2 separate regions of the Sus scrofa genome follow, and region 1 is linked to region 2. The links are chromatin contacts, called in public promoter capture Hi-C maps. All regions are on one chromosome and are shown on one strand. The core of a region is the stretch at or near the end of the contact, and the rest is flanking DNA. Distances in the headings are between cores, read along the strand shown.

Region 1 (6,141 bases), core at 3,613-6,112, 210 kb after region 2:
CTATTAGTGTCTTTGTGAGATTTCCTCTATCCAGAATCTTACCCTGGCATTTACTGAAATCTTTCCAACTTTCCAAGCTCAGTTCAAATGCCATTAACTCCAAAAAGCCTTTCTTCATCACTCTAACTGGTTTTTCCTCCTATAAATATGTATCTCCATGACTACCTGAAGATAATGATCATCTCTTACACATATTTTTATGCCTCTGTATGGCTATTTAAAAGGATGCATAATATAGGTTTACTGAATGAACACATGAATGAATGAATAGGGAGTTAGAGTTCTCACCGAGCTTTTATTTGAAAGAGATCTTATTTTACTGAGAGAATAAGGGAAATGCCACACATTCATGTAAGATTATACGCATGTGTGTAAAGTATCAATTTCATCGACAATGACTAAAAGTGTCTCAATTTTTATTAACCTCTCAGTTAAACAGTATTATTGATGAATGATTAAATGACTGCTTGGTAAATGGCCTTGTGATACTTACTCAAATTTTTTTTTTTTCTTTTTGCCATTTCTAGGGCCGAACCCAGGGCATGTGGAAGTTCCGAGGCTAGGGGGTCTAATCGAGCTACAGCTGCCAGGCTACACCACAGCCACAGCCATGCCAGATCAGAGCCACATCCACGACCTACACCACAGCTCACAGCAACACCAGATCCTTAACCCACTGAGCAAGGCCAGGGATTGAACCCGCAACCTCATGGTTCCTAGTCGGATTCTTTAACCACTGTGCCACAACGAGAACTCCCTCAGATCTTAATATCTGGACACTGAAAAGGGGGAAGGGCGGGAGAGGGGCGGCAGGGAGGGAGAGAAGAAAATATGATGATGATGTTTTTTACTTTCGCACTAAAATGTGGGTACTTTTTTTTTTGGCCTTTTTAGGGCGGCACCCACAGCATGTGGAGGTTCCCAGACTAGGGGTCAAATTGGAGCTGTAGCTGCTGGCCTACACCACAGTCACTGGATCCTTAACCCACTGAGCAAGGCTAGGGATTGAACTCGTATCATCATGGATATTAGTCGGATTTATGAACCACTGAGCCATGATGGGAACTCCCAAGGCGGCTTCTTCTATAAGTTCTATGATATGCTCATCTATTTTCTTCCAAATGTCTAAATCGATAACATCCTACAGGCACATTAATAGAATATGTAATAGTGGCATGGGGTCCACTACCTCACTCATATTGTTTCTGTCTAACTTTACCTGGTTTAGGGATTGAGCTTCTTCTTCATGCTTCCATTCCTTCCAGAATTTACAAGCTCCCCTCTCTCTTTCCAGGCCTACGTTCATTTCCTCTGACCCACAACGGGAGCTCCAAGGGGGCTCATCTTCTTGAATTCCTTCCACTAGAACTTTCTAATGAAAGCCCTCTCACTCTGAGGGCTTTTTATTCCTCCAATCTGTTTTCCCTTTCTCATTACAGTCTCCCTTCCATCTGCCATCTCTAGGCTTAGTCTTTCCTGTCTGAGAGAGGTAATAACTAGTTCTTCAAGAATGCACAGAAGGCTCTGATCTTGGCCTTTTTGCTCTGGTGAGGGCTGGGGAGGAAGAAAGACCCTTCATTTACAAGTAAGAGAAATAAAGCAGGGAAATACAGAGGACCAGTCAGATTCATGTTTTGTGATACAATTCTGACACAAATGAAGATTTATTATACCTACTTTGACTAAAAGTTTGTTCTCTCTCCTCCAGGCCTGCATCCATTCTCAAAATTTGAAATTGCTTTTTCTCCCTCATCAGTACCTCTATTTCAATTCTCCTAAACACATGTTCTAATTGTACCCCAATAATTCCACTGACTGTGAATCATCACACAAACACTGTAGCAGCAGCATCTTTTTCAGGCTATTCTCTTCTCTCCTTTCATTTACCTTAGCTGATTCTAATTAGACATCTCCCAATGCCTTACATACATTTTCAGTTTGCTAATTCTCTTCCCACCCACTTACAATCTGGCTCCTTTCTGCTTCTCTTTACCAAAACAACTATTGTTTTAGTGAAATTCATGGATTAAAAAAAAATTCATGTACTTTGACACCATTGCTCACTCTCTTTTCTTGACTTACTGTTATAATTAGCTCTTTACATATTGCCATTTATCTGGTGTTTTTGACTTTCTGGATTTTATTGTACTAATATCTTTGAGAACTTTCCTTTCTGCTCCAGTTATTTCATTAAAATTTTAAAATTTTATTAAAATTTCATTAAAATTCTATACTCTCCTTTCTTTTCTGAAGAAGAGTTAAAAATTCTACTCCATTTTGGTAAATCTTTAATATTGAGACTCCTTCCTGTTTTCGGATGCTCAGAAGCAGGTTGCTTTGATTCAGTAACATTTTGAAAGACTGATTATGAGCAATAGCAGTAGGGTGCAAGGTATACTTCTCTTACTTCTTTGCATATCATTTCTTTCAGGTTTTCCTTGTGACCCAAAGATAACATGAAATAGATTCAATGTTGCTGGGAACACTGACTTTTCTTCTCAGATCCAACTCATGTACTTTCCATTTTCATCCTATGTTTGTATCTTGTTTGCCACTGTAGTTTGTAAACTCACTAGGCAGGAAATAATTGTTGATCTTTCAATATGCAATAGCCCTGAGCATATTAATGGCAACATATTTTAAATGTCCTCGTTTTGTTTTGTTTTGTTTTGTCTTTTTACCATTTCTAGGGCCGCTCCTGCGGCATATGGAGGTTCACAGGCTAGAGGTCTAATCGGAGCTGTAGCCACCGGCCTTCACCAGAGCCACAGCAACTCGGGATCCGAGCTGCATCTGCAACCTACACCACAGCTCACAGCAATGCCGGATCCTTAACCCACTGAACGAGGCCAGGGATTGAACCCACAACCTCATGGTTCCTAGTCGGATTCGTTAGCCACTAAGCCACAACAGGAACTCCTAAATTTCCTTGATTTTTAAAATCAACATTTGAGTTTTTCACTTTTACTTTTCTTTATTCTTGGCTTGCAGGTTTTATTCTGGATACTCTCACTAGGTGGTTCTCACATGAGAACAGAGTCATTCTCTAATAGCTGATTTACAAACATTGGAAGAAAATGTATTAGCCACCAAGATTTAGAGAATTCCATCTCCCATTATAGTATAATGGTTATTTTCTTTCTTTTCCTTTTTTTTTTTTTTTTTAGGGCTGCACCTGCAGCATATGGAAGTTCCCAAGCTAGGGGTCAAATCGAATTGGAGCTGCCATTTCTGGCCTACACCACAGCCAGAGCAACTCGGGATTGAAGCCAGGTCTGCAAACTACACCACAGCTCACAGCAACACTGGATCCTTAACCCACTGAGTGAGCCAAGGGATGGAACCTACACTCTCCCAGAGACAACGTCCTTAACCTACTATACTGAGCCACAACTCGTGATTTGAATATTTTGAATTTCTAACAGAATCTGGGAGGTTGGGAGATTCTCTTAAAGGATGAGAAAAATCTGGGATGTCCTTCTCTTACCAGATTTATTCTTGTAGCTCCCAGGCTTTGGCGATATAAATTTGTTAGAAAGTTGTTCTCACTCAAAATATGACAAACTTGCATTTTCAGAGATGTTAACCCGTCCCCTCTAAAAGGAGTTGGTATTCACAAATTTTTAATGAGCACAGAAAAATCTTGGGGTCCAATGACATCATCTGAAGGTTGGTCAGATAGGAGAGTAGTAGCCTTTAGTTAATGCACAGTGACAGCTTGCATTGTTTTCTTCAGCTGTAAGTGTTGGTTCATTTTTTTTTTTTTTATCCTTTTTACAGCTGCACCTTCGGCATATGGAAGTTCCCAGGTCCAATCAGAGCTGCATCTATGCCAGCCTACACCACAGCAACAGCAACGCTAGATCCACAGCCACAAAAACACCAGGTCTGCAGCTCACCACAACGCAGTATCCTTACATAACCCAGATCTCACTGAGAGAGGCCAGGAATGGAACCCGCCTCCAGTTCGGGTTTGCTACTGCTGAGCCACAATGGGAACTCCAGTGTTGGTTAATTCTAACAGTAGGAATGGTTGAAAAGTCGGAAAACAACCTTCTTGCACAGATTTTGTTATTACGACTGACATCACTTAACAAAATTTTAAGGTTCTATGTCAGGAAGACTGCTCCCCAAATTGCCTTTCTGAAAAAGTCACCCCACCCTTGATTGTTGTATATCTTTTAAACTTTTCAGCGCTTGTGGTTTCCAAGGAACCCACAGCCATTAAAAGTGAGCTTAACTCCTCTGCAGATCAATCATTCACTCATCCACCCAGCAAATTCAAAAACCAGCCCACTTCGAATCACTTTGCCAGGCTGAACGTTCCATGATTTTCTGAAGTTGCCGCGCTTGCATCTATTTGGGGAAAAGGGAAAGAAAATAAACATGGAAATAAATTAAAATGCAGGATCCTGCGAAGGGAATGTAGAGCGTATGCGACGTAAGTTTTGGATCCTATGGAACCAGAAGTTCGGCTCTGCAACTCGTGGGATGTATGCCTTAAACGGGTCAATTCAGGATACGCAAAGTGACAATATTATGGAACACCTCTAGTAAGGTTCCAGCTCCTGGCAAACGGTCACATAACGTTAGGTGTGTGAAGGTAGGCTAGGCTTGCAGGGACCACTGAGCAAAAAGGTGTCCCGTGCCCTTTTGCGCATAAGAAGAGAAACAGGAGGGAGCGCTTCCGGACCTCGGGGCTGGCTTTACAACACCCGCGCAGCGTACACCTTCAGGCAGCGGAGGACACTCCGGGGTGGACCGTCTGCTCGCAGCCGCGTGGCGCGGGTTGGGGAACTGCTCGCCCGCCGCGCGCCAAGTCAACGAACATCTGCCCCTCCCCTTGCTCGAGTCGCACGCGCGGAAGTAAACACCTCGACGTCATCAGGGCGCGTCTTCGCCTTTCCCCTCCCATCTCCTCAGATCGGTGGACGTGCTCACCTCCGCTTGGGGCCAGGTCTATGTCCCGGTTTCCCGCCGTCGCGGGCAGGGCGCCAAGGCGGCAGGAGGAAGGTGAGCGCTCAAGAGACCTTCAGGAAGAGCGGCCTTCGGCTGTTACCATCGCGGATAGAGGTGCGGTCCGCGGGACACTACGGAGGCCAGCGGGAGTTAGGGCATGGGGGGGTTTGGGAAAGATAAAAGTCTGCCTTAGGCAGGCAGAGAAGAGTAGGGTGGAGGTTGTAGCGTTTTTGTCGCCCTCCAAGCGGGAACCGAACTTTGCGTCCAGTGAGCACTTTGGTCTAGAGGGGGGCGGTCCCAGACGCAAGTTGGGTGAAAACCCTACTGGGGTACAAAAAAGTGAACCCCAGCGCAGAGACGCGTTCTGCTCTTAAATAGGCTCATAAAGCCTTTGTTCTCTACCCATTTCCCCCCCCCCCCGCCCCTTCGTCGGGCCGCCAGCCTGCCTTTGGGTACGGTATGAAGGGAGCCAGTTTCCAGGAGCCAGTTTCCATGGTTACCCACCACTTGGCCTTCTGGGATATCAGTCACTCTGAACAGGGACCTAACTTGAACCATGAATCAGAAGCAAACACAGGTGGCTTTTAATTCAGCTGAGAGTTTTTCTTCTGTGTTCCGGTTTTGGGTGTTTTGTTTAATAAAATTGGCTTTTGTGTTTCTGTATAGGTGTGTTTGCAAATACTTTGCCTTATACTAGGCTTACTCTGGCAGATACTTTGAGTCATGCATTAGCAAATGCTCAAGTTATTAGAGCTGACTATAAAGTTGCATTGGGCTTATAAAAACCCTTACTTGCAAATTGGATGTGAGTGATTTAACTGAGAAGTCATGGTTTGAGTCTTTCTAGCCCTGAAATTCTATTGTCGTTCTCTTTTCATTTCTGAGAAATTGAGTTAGTGATGTTTTTACAGGTCTTTTAATTTATAAACTTTTTTGTTGTTATTACAGAAGAGAAAGGATGCACATCACAGGAGGGAGGAACTACTCCAACTTTTCCTATTCAAAAACAAAGAAAAAAACTTATTCAGGCTGTGAGGGACAATTCATTCCTTATTGTTACTGGAAATACAGGAAGTGGTAAAACAACACAACTTCCAAAGTATCTATATGAAGCAGGTAATTTTATTCTGGGGTAATATTGGGAGTATTTAAAAAATATCCCCCACCCTTTTTTTTTTAAAG
Region 2 (5,510 bases), core at 716-3,215:
AAAAGAGAAAAACACACCAACCAACCCTCTGGCTAAATCAAAACAAATTTATTTACCTCTCTCTAATTTTCCATTTCTTTTTTGTCCTACAGATAAAAGTATCTGTCTGTTCTCACACACTCTCCATTGGCCTCTTCATCTTCTCCTTTGAGTAAGTAGATTCTTACTCAAAGGAATATTATGGTCCAAGCCAAGCAGGAAATTCTGCACAGACCAGGCCCTGAGTAAATGCATATGAGGAGGGGCCATCAGAGCTGCTTTCAGGGAGGAAGAGAAGTTGCTTCTACTACTTTGTTTCACTTCTATCTTCTTGCCTAACAACTCACAATGCTTGGCTCTTTTGACTGGGAGGAGGCATGATGAGGCTTATTATATCTTTTTTGTTGGCTGCCTGGCTGGTTCTATTGTCTCCTGGTCTTTTGCAGCCTGTTTGACTCTTCCAGTTCCCTGCATACACACAGCAGGCCTGCAGGGGTCCTCAGATCTCCCTCTGAACCTGGGCCCCAGGCTTGTCCTCCTTTGCTAACATTATCTTTTATTTAAACAGAAACAGTAGCCACCAATCTTGTTACATAACATACCCACATCCTAGGATGCTAAACTAAAGCAACATCCACTGATGGGAAGAGGTGATCTGGCAACACCAATATTCACTAGGAGAATATAGCCTGAAATGTTGTAACAAGTTTGACTTCCTGGCCCTGCTTAGATTTTAGAGGGGGAAGGGACTTTAGAGATGATCCTATTTCAATCTTTGTTTTAAACAGTGGAAACTAAGGCCTAGAGAGATAAAGAAATATGCCCACATGGCAGATCAGGGCAGAAATCAAGCTCTGGATCACCTAAAGAATCTACCACCTCTAAAGATTAATTATTAAACCTTTCTTGGTCATGAATTTTTCTTATCTGAAAAGCATTTTTTTTTCTGTTTTAGATTTTCCAAGTTTGTTGCTTGTGAACAGTGACCTGTTCCTGCTTACAGAGAACTGCAGATTTGATGGGGTTTTTTTTGTTTGTTTGTTTTTTACTAACATTAGGACTGGATTCATATCAAACCATGCAATATGTATTAACTGAATACAATCTGAACACAAAGTATATTAACTGAATCACATCTATTTTAAAGACAGCTGGGTGGAGTTCCGGTACCTGGGTACCTGGTTTGAGGCATCTGGGGACCTACCCCAGTGCCATTCTCCCTTTATGAGCAAACCAGTGTGTAGAAGGAGATTGAAGTCAGCAGCACCTCCGGAAACATCTCACATTCTGACAGCAACTCAATAAAACATGGGGCTTCCTACTGCTTTCTGAGGGACTGCAGAACCACAGTGGGCAGCTGAAAAGGCTGGGCTGCTCTCTGCCCCTGATCCCTGACAGCATTCTTTCCGAAATTGACCTGTTTTCTTGCTGGGAGACTGTCCCACCCCACCCACCTGGTGCCTCCCTAGATTTCCTGACTGCCCTGGGCTGTTTTTTAACCTTCTCTTCCTTGAAAAGCACCACTCCACTGACCCAGAACGTGGGTGCCTCCCCTGTGGTCACTGACCATCCTATTCTCCTGGGCGAATCATTTCTCTCCAAAAGCATCGGGAAATCGCCAGCAATTGGGGGCTAGTTGCCTTATAAGTCCCCCGAATGTGTCTTTCCCACTTTTAATTAGCTACATTTAAGCAGAGCAGAGAGAAAAGGGGGAAATGCCTCGCTTTTGAGTAGGGCCTGGCTAGGGTCCTGTCGGGCTGTCACCATCTTTATTAAACTCAACTCCTGCGGGTCCCGAGAGCCTTTTCAGGTAACTTAGACTCTGAGTTAGGGATGGCTAAGGCGTGAGCCGGGAGTTACTCTCTTGGCCGCCCCAAGTAGGAGAAGCACTGTAAAGCCTCTCCTCTCCCTTCCCCGGGTTCTGAAAATCCCAGCCTTGACCTGGGGACAAACTCCAAACTCAAATAAACGGTCTCCTCCTGGGCGCCGAGAGAGCCTACCCAACCACATCACCCTTTCTCCCTGTTGCGCCGGCCAGCTGCCCTGCTTGGACAGGCTCCACTGGCTGAGCCTCAGCGGGCCAGACTGGGCACCCGCCGCACTCCCCGCACCCAAGCCCGGCCGGGCCCGAGGGGTGGGGGTGTGGGGGGTGGGAGGTAGGGGAAGCAGGGGGCGGAGTTCCGTCCTTCGCTGATTGGCTCAGGGCGGATGGGCTGCGGCCGGGCCGAGCCAACCCGCGACGTGTTGCTATGTGCTGAGCCGAGGGGATAGGCGCGGGGGTGCGTCCGTCACCGGGCAGCCCCCGGCCCCAACCCGGAGGGATGCGGAGTGGCGGCGGCGGCAGTGGCGGAGACTGTGGCTTTAAGAGCGCGCCCAGAGCCCGGGATCCGGCCGGGCGGTCCTTCGCTGCTGCGCACCCCCGCGGAGCCGAGCTCAGCGCTGGCCGGACGGGGCTGCCTGCTGCCGGGTAAGCAGATGCGAGCGCTGCGCGGGCCGGGCGTGCGTGGGCGTGGGACGCGCTGTCAGTTCGGGCGCCCGGCCCCGGGCACTGGGCTCAGGTCCCGTGGCTCCTGCGGCCCGGCTTCTCCAGAGCGCGCGGCGCCCTCTGCCCCTCGCAGCCGAGGCGGGGTCTGGCTGGGGGGGGGGTCTCCCCGGGGGGCCGCGGGCTCAGGGGGCGGGGAGCAGGCCGCCGGGGCCACGTGACCGGTTTGTTTACAAACACTGCGGAGCTCAGGCGGCGGCCCGCGGCGGGAGCCCAGGTGGCCCGGGTTCCCCGGTCGGGGCTGAGGACCTGTGTGGCGAGCCAGGCTAGTCTGGGGCGCGCGGCTAGGCGGCGAGGGTAGGGTGGAGGGAACCTGGAGACTCAGTTGCTGCTGCTTCCTTAGCGTAGTTCCCGTAGTTCAAACTCCGTGGGGGGCAGGGTAGGGACTACGGGCGTTTTCTGTCTCCGAGGACGCTAAGTCTCCGCAGGAGACACTGGATCTGGGGGCGCCGCCCTCAGTGCCCCCGCCTTCGGGGGACTGGCCGCCCTCGAAACTCCCAGGAGCGCTTGGCCAGCTCCGGGCCGAGGTAACCGCAGCCGAGTTCCTGCCTGGCCGCTTCCCGGCGCCTCCCCAGTGCCCTTGCCAAGGGGGTGGGCGCGAGTGCTCTCCTGCCCGCCGGAATGTAGGGGCCTCTCCAGCGAGTACCTCCCAGGAACTGGTGCTGAGGGGCAGCCCCAACCTCTCACTGCTTCAAGTTCATCCTCCTTGGCCACTGACCTCTCTGGGTGCCTTTATCCAAGTGGTGGTTTTTCTCTCTTTGACGGGTGGGGGGGAACCACCTGTTCTTTTGGACCCAGCCCAGGAGACTGCCACTTTTGACTTCACTCTCAGCTTACAAGAGCTTACAAAGCCAAGAGAGTGAGTGTCCTCTGTTCTGCATGTAGCTGACCCTCCCACAGCTCTGAGGCCGTGAATGGTACAGGAAACTGCTCCTGGGCTTTGCTGGGATTTCTGCTTTTTCGCCTCCTTGTCAGTTTGTCCAAGGGGCTTGAGGCTCTTTTCAGTAAGTCCAAAAATCTGACACAACAGCTAGCTACTCATCTTTTTTTTTTTTTTTTTTTTTCTCCTGCTCTTCCTCCCATGTTCCTCTCTTCGGGTCCAGCAAGATGTGCAATTCCCTGCATGGAACGAAAAGGGAAACTGTTTTATTCTCTGTGCTCCACTTGCTCACGTAGCATAAGCCTTGGAGGAACCTAGGGGATTGAATTGAGAATTTAAGTGATTTGCCCAAGGCAACTTTTGTCTCTGGCTCTAGGGTGGGACTTCACCTGCTTGATGCTCTCCCGTGCTTTCCTGATTCAGGGCCTTGTGAGCAAGTGAGCCTGGATTCACCCTTCCATCCCTGACTTTCCTTTGACCTAGTCACGGCCGTGGACTGCAAAGTTGGGCTGAACCTAAGTTCTTTCTGACCCTAATCTACGCTAATGAGTGGCTCAAAATTCTTCACCAAGGAACTGATGCAGCCTGAGAAAGGTCGTGCAAACTTCCCTTTAGTACCTTTCCTTATCATCGGCTCCATGATAAGGGTCTCAGGCTGGAGCAGGGTGGTGGCCTTGGGCTCATCCCCCTCCTCAGTTTGGCTTTGCCTTATCAGTTTAGGATTTGATAACAGCCTCTCCATCTTGCTATTTTTGTGCTTGAACTAAAATCCAGAAGCTTGGAGTTAGGGGTAGAAAATGGAAAATAAACACCATGCACAAAAATATTGCTTTCCTTTTTCCCTCTAGGAGAGTGGTTTTCAAACTCTGAGTGGGGTTCACAGTGAGGAATACATTTGACATCACTGCACAGAGGTCCGCAACTGCATAAGTGTCGGGAAATAACTGCCCTTACTACCTGCAGTGTGTTCTATTTATAATTTTTTCCTACTTAGTTAAAAAAAAAATCAGCTGCTGGTCATGACTCATGAATTTGGTTTTTTTGACCAAACAGGTCACTGCCCAAAGTTTAAGAAACATGGCTCTAGGAGTTCCCGTTGTGGCTCAGTGGTTAACGAATCTGACTAGGAACCATGAGGTTGCGGGTTCGATCCCTGGCCTTGCTCACTGGGTTAAGGATCTGGCATTGCTGTGAACTGTGGTGTAGGTCGCAGACACAGCTTGGATCTAGCATTGCTGTGGCTGTGGCGTAGGCCAGTGGCTACAGCTTCAGTTCAACCCTCAACCTGGGAACCTCTATATGCCATGGGTACAGCCCTAAAAAGACCAAAAAAAAAAGAAAAAGAAAAAGAAATGATCTGGGTAGTATTTTTAAAATGCAGTTTATGAGTGCACTCTGGAGTTGTTTATTCTCAGTGGGGCACTTTTTCTTTTCTTTCTTTCTTTTTTTTTTTTAAATTTTAAGGCCGCACCTGTGGCATATGGAAGTTCCTGGGCCAGGGATTGATAGGGGTGGTGGTGGGGAATTGAACTCACAACTATCCAGCAACCGGAGCTGCTGCAGGTTCTTAACACTGCACCACAGCAGGAACTCCAGGGCACATTTCTAATAAGTGGGCCATACAGTTGTGAGGCAGGTGATTGATAAGAAACCCTGATCTAGGGGGAATTGGGGGCAATGAACAATGAAAGGCATTAACTTAGATGTGAAGTATGCAAAACCTTCATCAGATCTGTGACCCACACTGTGTAAATCCAGGATGACTCATCTGGCCCACTAGCCCAGGCTTTGAAAAGTAAGGGTATAGTGTTTGCTTTCAGCTTCCATGAAGCATTGGCCCAAAAAGGCAGGCCCCCCACTCCTTCCCCACACAACCCTGCTCCAGCCCATTTGAGGGCTGCCGCTTGCTGTCCTATGCCATTGGATGTTTCTAGGAGTTGGGGTCCTGAGTAGTGCTTGCTGTGTTAGCTACAGATTATGTGAATTTTCAGTTTTAATGATTTTAATGGTTTTGAGTGGATGACACAGTCATTGTGCCAGGGATATTACCAACTGGCCAGCAGAAAAGGTTGATTTTGTTTATTTAACATCTGGGCATTCCACAGGGGG

What was found. Promoter capture Hi-C pulls out the DNA fragments that hold promoters and counts their contacts.
Region 1: a contact with region 2 is called in a promoter capture Hi-C map of liver, with 2.2 times the contacts expected there. The contact joins the promoter of DHX40 here to the promoter of YPEL2 in region 2. A contact is called at or near these places in 2 of 5 promoter capture datasets (fetal skeletal muscle and liver), 3 of 47 Hi-C or Micro-C datasets (embryonic fibroblasts, fetal skeletal muscle and mesenteric adipose tissue) and 1 of 2 datasets of contacts at active chromatin or transcription factors (alveolar macrophages).

The regions. Positions count from the first base shown.
Region 1 is chr12:35,776,692-35,782,832 of Sscrofa11.1, forward strand. DHX40 (probable ATP-dependent RNA helicase DHX40) reads left to right here and starts at 4,863. Exons shown (of 18, transcript XM_005668994.3): 1 at 4,863-5,013; 2 at 5,908-6,075. The coding sequence starts at 4,962.
Region 2 is chr12:35,571,183-35,576,692 of Sscrofa11.1, forward strand. YPEL2 (protein yippee-like 2) reads left to right here and starts at 1,966. Exons shown (of 5, transcript XM_003131686.6): 1 at 1,966-2,446.